Linked DNA regions of Mus musculus: region 2 is linked to region 1. Evidence: chromatin contacts called from public HiChIP or PLAC-seq data. All regions are on one chromosome and are shown on one strand. Each heading gives the region's core, a stretch centred on a gene start, on an enhancer-like site or on the middle of the called end of the contact. The rest is flanking DNA. Distances are from core to core; before and after follow the strand shown.

Evidence for each region. HiChIP or PLAC-seq counts read pairs in DNA pulled down with a chosen protein or histone mark.
Region 2: a contact with region 1 is called in an H3K27ac HiChIP or PLAC-seq map of embryonic stem cells, with 9 times the contacts expected there. The contact joins two enhancer-like sites. A contact is called at or near these places in 2 of 39 promoter capture datasets (cranial neural crest and frontonasal cranial neural crest) and 2 of 115 datasets of contacts at active chromatin or transcription factors (embryonic stem cells and large pre-B cells).

What each region holds. Positions count from the first base shown.
Region 1 is chr7:39,579,174-39,582,951 of GRCm38.p6, reverse strand. It overlaps Gm33989 (predicted gene, 33989), which reads right to left. Exons shown (of 6, transcript NM_001378673.1): 6 at 2,362-3,778. Among named protein-coding and RNA genes, the nearest start is that of Gm33989, 29 kb to the right of the region's middle. Within about 2 kb of position 2,106, at least 3 of the 459 cell types and tissues checked have an H3K27ac peak or open chromatin away from gene starts, as enhancers often do. A contact at or near this core is called in embryonic stem cells, where this site is marked.
Region 2 is chr7:41,597,686-41,601,463 of GRCm38.p6, reverse strand. No RefSeq gene overlaps it. Among named protein-coding and RNA genes, the nearest start is that of Gm51480, 33 kb to the left of the region's middle. Within about 2 kb of position 1,818, at least 373 of the 459 cell types and tissues checked have an H3K27ac peak or open chromatin away from gene starts, as enhancers often do. A contact at or near this core is called in embryonic stem cells, where this site is marked.

The sequences.
Region 1 (3,778 bases), core at 857-3,356:
CCCTATACCAAAACTAAGCAATAACCTTGTCAACAAACCATAAAATTAACATAGCTATACTAAAAATCAAACCATATATATAGGTCTAACTGTTGCATTCATGCTAATGCTCAACATGGTGGGGGTTGTTTGCATGTATATTTTATTTGTTTGCTTGTTGTTTTTCTTTTCTTTTTTGTTTTTGTCTTGAGACAAGGTTTCTGTATGTCCTTGGCTGATCTGCAATTTTCTTTGGAGATCAAGTTAGCCTTGAACTCCCAGAGATCTGCTTCTCTCAGCTTCCCAAGTGCTACAATTAAAGGGTGCCACCTCATCCAGCTTTGACATAAACTTTTTATAGGCCCTAACCAGAAAAGTCCCTAGCTTGAACCCTAAATCTAACTCTATTCCTATGCTTAGCCCATATCCTAAACACTAACTATAAATCTAGCTCAAACTGTAGTGGCACTCTAATACCAGCCCTTAATATAACCCAAAATTTAAACCTAAGGTTATTTCTAATATACATCCTAACAGCAACCTAAATTGAACAATAACACTTAGCCAACTCCTAACCCTATTAACACTTATCCTTACTTTAGCCCTAATATTAAAATGAATCCAATCCATAACCATAACAATGGCATAGCCCTAACCTTAACATTAATCTTAATTCTAAGCCAAACATTATCATTAGTACATCACTACAATTAAAACTAATTGGCGACCATAGCACTAACACAAACCCTAGCCATAACTCTAAACAAAACTAATCCAAAAATCAAACCCTATTTGACTTTAACCCTAAACCAAACCCTAAACCTGTATCTAACTCAATTCCTAATTCTAACCCTAAACTAAGTACTAACCCTAACCCTATAATTAAGCCTTACATAACCTATCCCTAATGGTAAACCTAACCCTAGTCTTTGTTGTTGTTGTTGTTGTTGTTTTTTCTTTCTTTTTTTTTTTTTTTTTCCGAGACAGGGTTTCTCTGTATAGTCCTGGCTGTCCTGGAACTCACTTTGTAGACCAGGCTGACCTCGAACTCAGAAATCCGCCTGCCTCTGCCTCCCGAGTGCTGGGATTAAAGGCGTGCGCCACCACGACCAGCAACCCTAGTCTTAACATTGGTATGAATTCTTATTAATTCCACTCTACCTACATGTAACTTTACCCCCAACCTTAAAATTAAAACCTGATTGACCAGGGTCATGGTCCAAATTTGGGAACTGAACCATCACCCTGAATTAAAATCCTACAGGATTTTTAAGCCCAAAATCCACAAATATTTGTACCAAGTTATTCAACCAATCTCCTTATTTAGGAATAGGGGGATTTCATTATCCTGCTCCCATTGGTTGGGACTGTGGCAGGGGACTTGTCTTGTCTAATATTCATGTCCTAACTTGTCTACCAGGATAGGACTTGTCTTAACTTGCCAACCAGGATGTCAATTACCTATGTACATGCCTTTCTGCCAAGTAGGATGCCAGTTCCCATGGAGGTCTTGGGAACTGAAATTTACTCAACCAGTATTTAAAATGAAAGTTTATTCCAAATAGTTTCTTATATTTGGTGCAGGTGGGATCCATCCCAGGAACAGCTTATACCATAAAAACTTATACATTGTGCAGGAAGTGCTGTTGGGTGGTTGGTTCATGTCCAGTCCTACTGTGGGTAACTATACAAAACAGTTCTACTGACTTCTATGGTGACTGGTTGCCAAGGGGACAAACACAACAGAATATGTAATCAATCTTGGCATTAGAACATTTCCTAGTAACAGCAGAAACATATGAGAAAGTTTCCTTATAATGGCAGACTAGCCAAGTAACTGTTACCTAGGCCTTAACATTTTTACCTAGGTTTCAACTTTTTATCTAGGCCTTAGTGTTTTACCTAGGTCTTAACAAAAATCTATTTATCTATCACAAAGAAGTGGTCACAAAGTCCATGCCTAACCGAGAAAATTTTGCAACTTATAGCTGCTGGGAAAAGGAAAAATCAGCTTTATCCAATGGAGTGTGTGGTGGTTTAAGTAGGTATGGTCCCATAGACCCATGTGTTTGAATCCTTGGCCGATAAGGAGTGGCACTATTAGGAGACATAGCATTGTTGAAGTAGGTGTGGTCTTGTTGGAGGAAGTGGGTCAATGCGGAGGTGGGCTTTGAAGTCTCCTACACTCAGGCTATTCCCAGTATAACACACAGTCTCCTGCTGCCTGCAGATCAAAATGTAGAACTCTTGGCTCATACAGCACCATCTCTGGCTGCATGCAGCCATGCTTCCTTCCACAATGATAATGGAAGTGTAAGCCACCCTCAATTAAATTGTTAGAGTCCAACAATCCAAAACAACCCAAGCAGATACAAACAAGAGTCCAGAAAAATAAGCTCTTTATTTGAATTAGGCAGCAAAAAACTGACCAGTCGGGGACAACAGCACAAACTCAGGAGCGTCATATATCTTCAAAACTTCATCTTAGTATTTAAGGAGATGAGAATATTTTATTGTACTCAGGGCGATACTGATGGATCAGGGGCACAGCTTGGGAGCTGAAGTGTGACCTAGAGCCAAAATGCTACAGAGTTCTTAAGCTTCAGAACCACACACATCTGTGGCAAGTTATCCCAACAATCAGGATGCAGGAATAGGAGACTTCCTTAGGAATGTGTCTTTGTGATACACTTACCCTATTCCCATTCATTGGGTTATACAACTGTGGCAGGTCAACTTGACTATTATTATTCATGCCTCTTTCTGCCAAGCAGGATGTCAGTTACCCAGGGAGGTCTCCGAAGTTTAAACTTTATTTGACCTCAACTTAAAATGGAAGTTTTATTCAAAATGGCTTCAGTTTGATTCCTTCTTACACCCCTTCACCACTTGTCTTTGTACAGTATTCAAATCCTTGTTTCAGAATAAAGGAGATTATGTTGGACTCTACAGCCATAAGCTTAACTGAGTTGAGAATGCAAAGCCCTTATGAGGAGCAGCTCCAGCCCAGAACTGGCAAGGGCGTCCTGCTAGACTGCACTAATGAGGCAGAATTAGCTGCCATAGACACATGCCAGCCTAAGGAATCTGAAGATTTTTCTGGAGCAGCAGAGTATTAAAAAAAAATTGTAGAAAGAAATATTATTTTGAAAAGAAGAAAATGAAGTCCTTAAGGAGAGAGTTAGAGATTAAAAGAAAAACATATTCTATGTTTAAAAAAGGGAGAAAAACACAAAGACAGAGGGCACTTGGACCCTGAATAATTTTATTCTGGTTATCAGAATGCAAATGATGATTGTAGTTGTACATATTCTCTTTAAGAAAGATCAGAATAAAGCAGACTTAGAGAAAGAAATGATTGAAAGATGGAATGCTAAATCAGAGGACATATAACAGAGTTTAGAAGGTTCTTTGAATCAGAATTTTAAAATCTTCAAAAGAATCCAATCTGGAACATACAGTGACAGCAGAAAAGGTAATTCCAGATGGGGAGAACTCATACAGGGTTAAGGAATTAGAATGGCAGCCCATAGAGCTGTAATATACTGGGTTAAGAATCTAGATTCTGCTTAATGATGCTCCCTTAAAGCAATGTCATTCAATAACTTAAATGATTCACTTTATAGAGGTTAAAATTTTTAAATATGTATGTGTTGATATATCATACAGTTGATACATGTTCTGAATTCCAATGGGATTTTGCCTTGAATTCTGAAAAAGATGGTTCTGAGATTGCACATTTATTAGAGATGATAACTATCTTGGAAATTCCTTTACATATTCGAGCTGATGATGCTTC
Region 2 (3,778 bases), core at 569-3,068, 2.0 Mb before region 1:
CCTCATAGCAACAATCTCCTTCTTCCTCTACCTCATGGCCTTCTTCTCTTGTACCCTTGCCTCATGACATTGCCTATGGCTGGGGTATAAGCAGATCTCTGGGCACAGAAATCAGCATCTGAATACACAGTGCATAAGACTAACCCTCAACAACGTTTAAAATCAAGGACAATACATGTCAAAGACACATGTCTCTGAGTGGCCATGTTCTCCAGGAGGCTGGCAAGCAATATAGAATCTGACAAACTTGTGCCCTACCAGGCTTGAACTAAATGCTGTCTATCTCGTCATATGCTTGGCAAAATTGTTGTAGTAAGAGAACAAAAAAAAAAAAAGTCATAAACGATGGCTCAGAGATTATGAGCACTTGGTGACCTTGCAGAGGTCCCAGGTTCAGTACCCACATGGGGCTCACAACCTCCTCCACATTCCAGGGTCTCAGATCTCTTCTGGCTTCTCTGGGCATTAGGCACACACTTGGTGTACCTATATACAACCAGTCAAATACTCATTCATATATGTAAAATAAAAACAAACCTTGAAAATGAAACACACACACAAATCTGCTTTTTCTAAAAAGCATTATGCATGTCTTCTACACTTTGGCTCTTACTTCTACACTGCTGACTCCTAGCCTACTTCATGCCCAGCCCAGCCTCCATAATGCAGTCATCCTGCAGCCTCCGAGTGTAGAGTGCTAAGATTACAGGACAGTCGTGTGCCACCACAACCTGCAGCACTACTTTAATACATAAAGCTTGATTTCTAAACTTAACCTTAAATCTGTGCACTAGAGACAGACATGGGATCACTAGGTCACTTTAACTATTCTTCTGCTTAATGTAACCAATGTGTGGAGTCTCACCCTCTGGTTCTCTTTTCTTTTTTTACCAAATGATGTGTGTGTGAGGGGGGTTAGGTGGAGAAAGTAGCTCACTGGGGAAAAAGAATTTTGTCAAAGGCCTATTCTTTCTATTCAAAAATTTTTTTTAAAAAGAAAAAGGAAAAGGAAAAGGAAAAGGAAAAGGAAAAGGAAAAGGAAAAGGAAAAGGAAAAAATTATAGGGATTGTTGGCTGTCTGTGTGTGCACCAGGAGGCCAGAGGGGGAGCAGTGGATTCCTAGGAACTGCATTTCCTGGCAGCTCAAAGCCACAGTGTGAATGTGGATAGTGGGAACCCAACAGTGCTCATCCACATCTCAGTCCCTCCGCTTTCTGCTTTTCACCTCACTGGTCTCTACAGGAGGCTACTGGTTGAGGCTGGCCCTTGACTGTTTGGATGCAGAAAACTAGGCTTCTGACCTAAAACCTCTTTAGAGCACACCTTTCTGCTCCTAGCACAGGCCAGCCTCCAACTTAGCCACACATATGGACCCCAATAGTTATGTAAACTGACAATAGAAATTGAATTCGGTTTAGTTCTTTTGTTTGTTTGTTTTTTGTTTTTAAATTCCTTTTCTGTTTTCAGCTCCAGCTCCATATAGAAAATATAACACGGGGAGGAAATGATCAGAACACCTGGTGTCTGGGGTGAAACTAAGGCTTAAATCCCTGCTTGGATGACTGGGACCACACTAAACAGCTTACCCCTATTCCCTGGCTTTCATACAGTTCCCTCTACTCAATAAAAGCAATTGCTACTACTGCGTAGGGCGACATAAATACGTTTGGTCCCAGTTTGGGCCAAAATGTACATAAATTCATTTTCCCGTTTTCTCTTACTCCTTGGAGTTTTTCTCCTCTCACAGACCACTTACCAGCTACTCAAACACTAAGGGACCAGAAAGCAGCGCGGTCGCCCTCAACAAGCACAGCACATTGATCTTAGGCTCGGATCCTGCAGCGCCCATGCACTGACTCCTGCCCAAACTGTGTCCCTGAACACACAACGTTCTCGAACGATGTGGCAAAATCCCACAGCAGAGCATATCGGTAAGTGACAAAACAGAAGCGAAAACCCCGCAAGAGAAGAACGAAAACAGGGCTGATGCCCACCTGCAGCCATCAGGCAGCACAAACCGCGGCGCGACAGCCCGGTGTCCTGCCAGCCTGACGGTCACTCACCTCACGCTGCAACTCACAGAGCCCGGCACAAAGCACGTGGGGCACCAAGTCCACCCGCAGACATGCACAACCCCAACGGTCCAGCCTCCAAGCACAAGCGGTCCTAGCAGGAAACTACATCTGGATCCAAGAAGTTGCGCGCCCCTAGGTCACTTCCGGTTGTTTTGTAATGGTTATCACGGCTTACACGCCTCCCACTTGGGGGACGGCGCGCGTGCGCGCTACCACTGGCAGAGGTAAATCTTGCCAATACTTACTATGGCTCATCTAGTGGTTCTTGCTCCTTCAGAAAGTACCAGGGCCGCACTCACGCTCCAGTGATAAGGAAGCCATCATCAAAGTGCCTCAGTTCCTTACAACCGGGCAAGACTGGTGGAAGGTGATGTACTGAAAGCCCAAGGCTGTCTCACGTGGCCACGGGAGTTGTTGCCTACCAGTATTTGTAACTACTTCTAGGAGTCTGAAATTGTATCCTCATAAAAATACCTTTTCTAGTGATTTTTAAATTTTTATTAGACTTATTTCATATATTTTGCCTGCATGTATAATCATGCCCCCCGTGCATGCCTAGTGGTTGTGGAGGTCAGAAGAAAGGGTAGGACCCCCTGGGATTGGAGCTACAGATGATTTTGAGTCCTTGTCTGGGTGCTGTAAATGGAAGCAACTGCTCTTGGCCAATGTCTCTCCTTTTCTTTGCCTTTTCCCTTTATTTTCACCCGACCTTAAAAGGGTTCTCAATTATTTATTTTTGAGATTGTCTCACTTTGTTGGCGTGACAGGCTTGGAACTAGCCATGGAGATCATTCTGGCTTTGCACTCTCAGACATCTCATGGCCTCTGTCTTCTGAGTGCTAAGATTAAAGTTGTTTACCACCACACCTGACCTTTTCTCATTTTTCAAAGATTGAAAACTAGGAAGGATTATCAGGAAACATGAAAGGAAAGCCATATGGAAGATTAAAAGAGAAAATATGAGATGAACCATCATGTGCTTCTGGCTGGAGGAATCTCATGATCCCCAGAGAACAGAGCTCTCTTCTTGCTGAGAAGTAAACTTTCCTTTTTAAGTTGCATAATAAAAACAATTGCAGAACTAGGTGTACATTAGAAATAATGGTAAATGGGGAGAGACAATAAAATAGGGAATGCATCCAGCACTGTAAATAAATCAGTAAACCTAATGTAGAATATGAGACTAAAGCCAAGGATAATGTGAGGTGTCTACACATAGGGTAAGTATTTGCACTCTAGCCCTGGATGGTCTAGAACTATTTAGGCCAAGCTGGCCTTGAATTTAACTCTGATCTTCTTGTCTATACTATTCAAATGCTAGGATTACACAGCAATGTGTCATCGTGGCCAGTTCACAGATGGTCTAGATCTTCCCACTGAGAACAGAATGCAGGGTGGAGGAACCACTCTGGAAATCAGTTTGGTGGTTCCTCCGAAAATTGGACATAGTACTACCGGAAGATCTAGCAATGCCTCTCTTGGGCATATACCCAGAAGATGTTCCAACTTGTAATGAGGACACATGCTCCACTATGTTCATAGCAGCCTTATTTATAATAGCCAGAGGCTGGAAAGAATCTAGATGTCCATCAACAGAGGAATGGATACAGAAAATGTGGTACATTTACACAATGGAGTACTACTCAGCTATTAAAAAGAATGAATTCATGAAATTCTTAGGCAAATGGATGCATCTGGAGGAT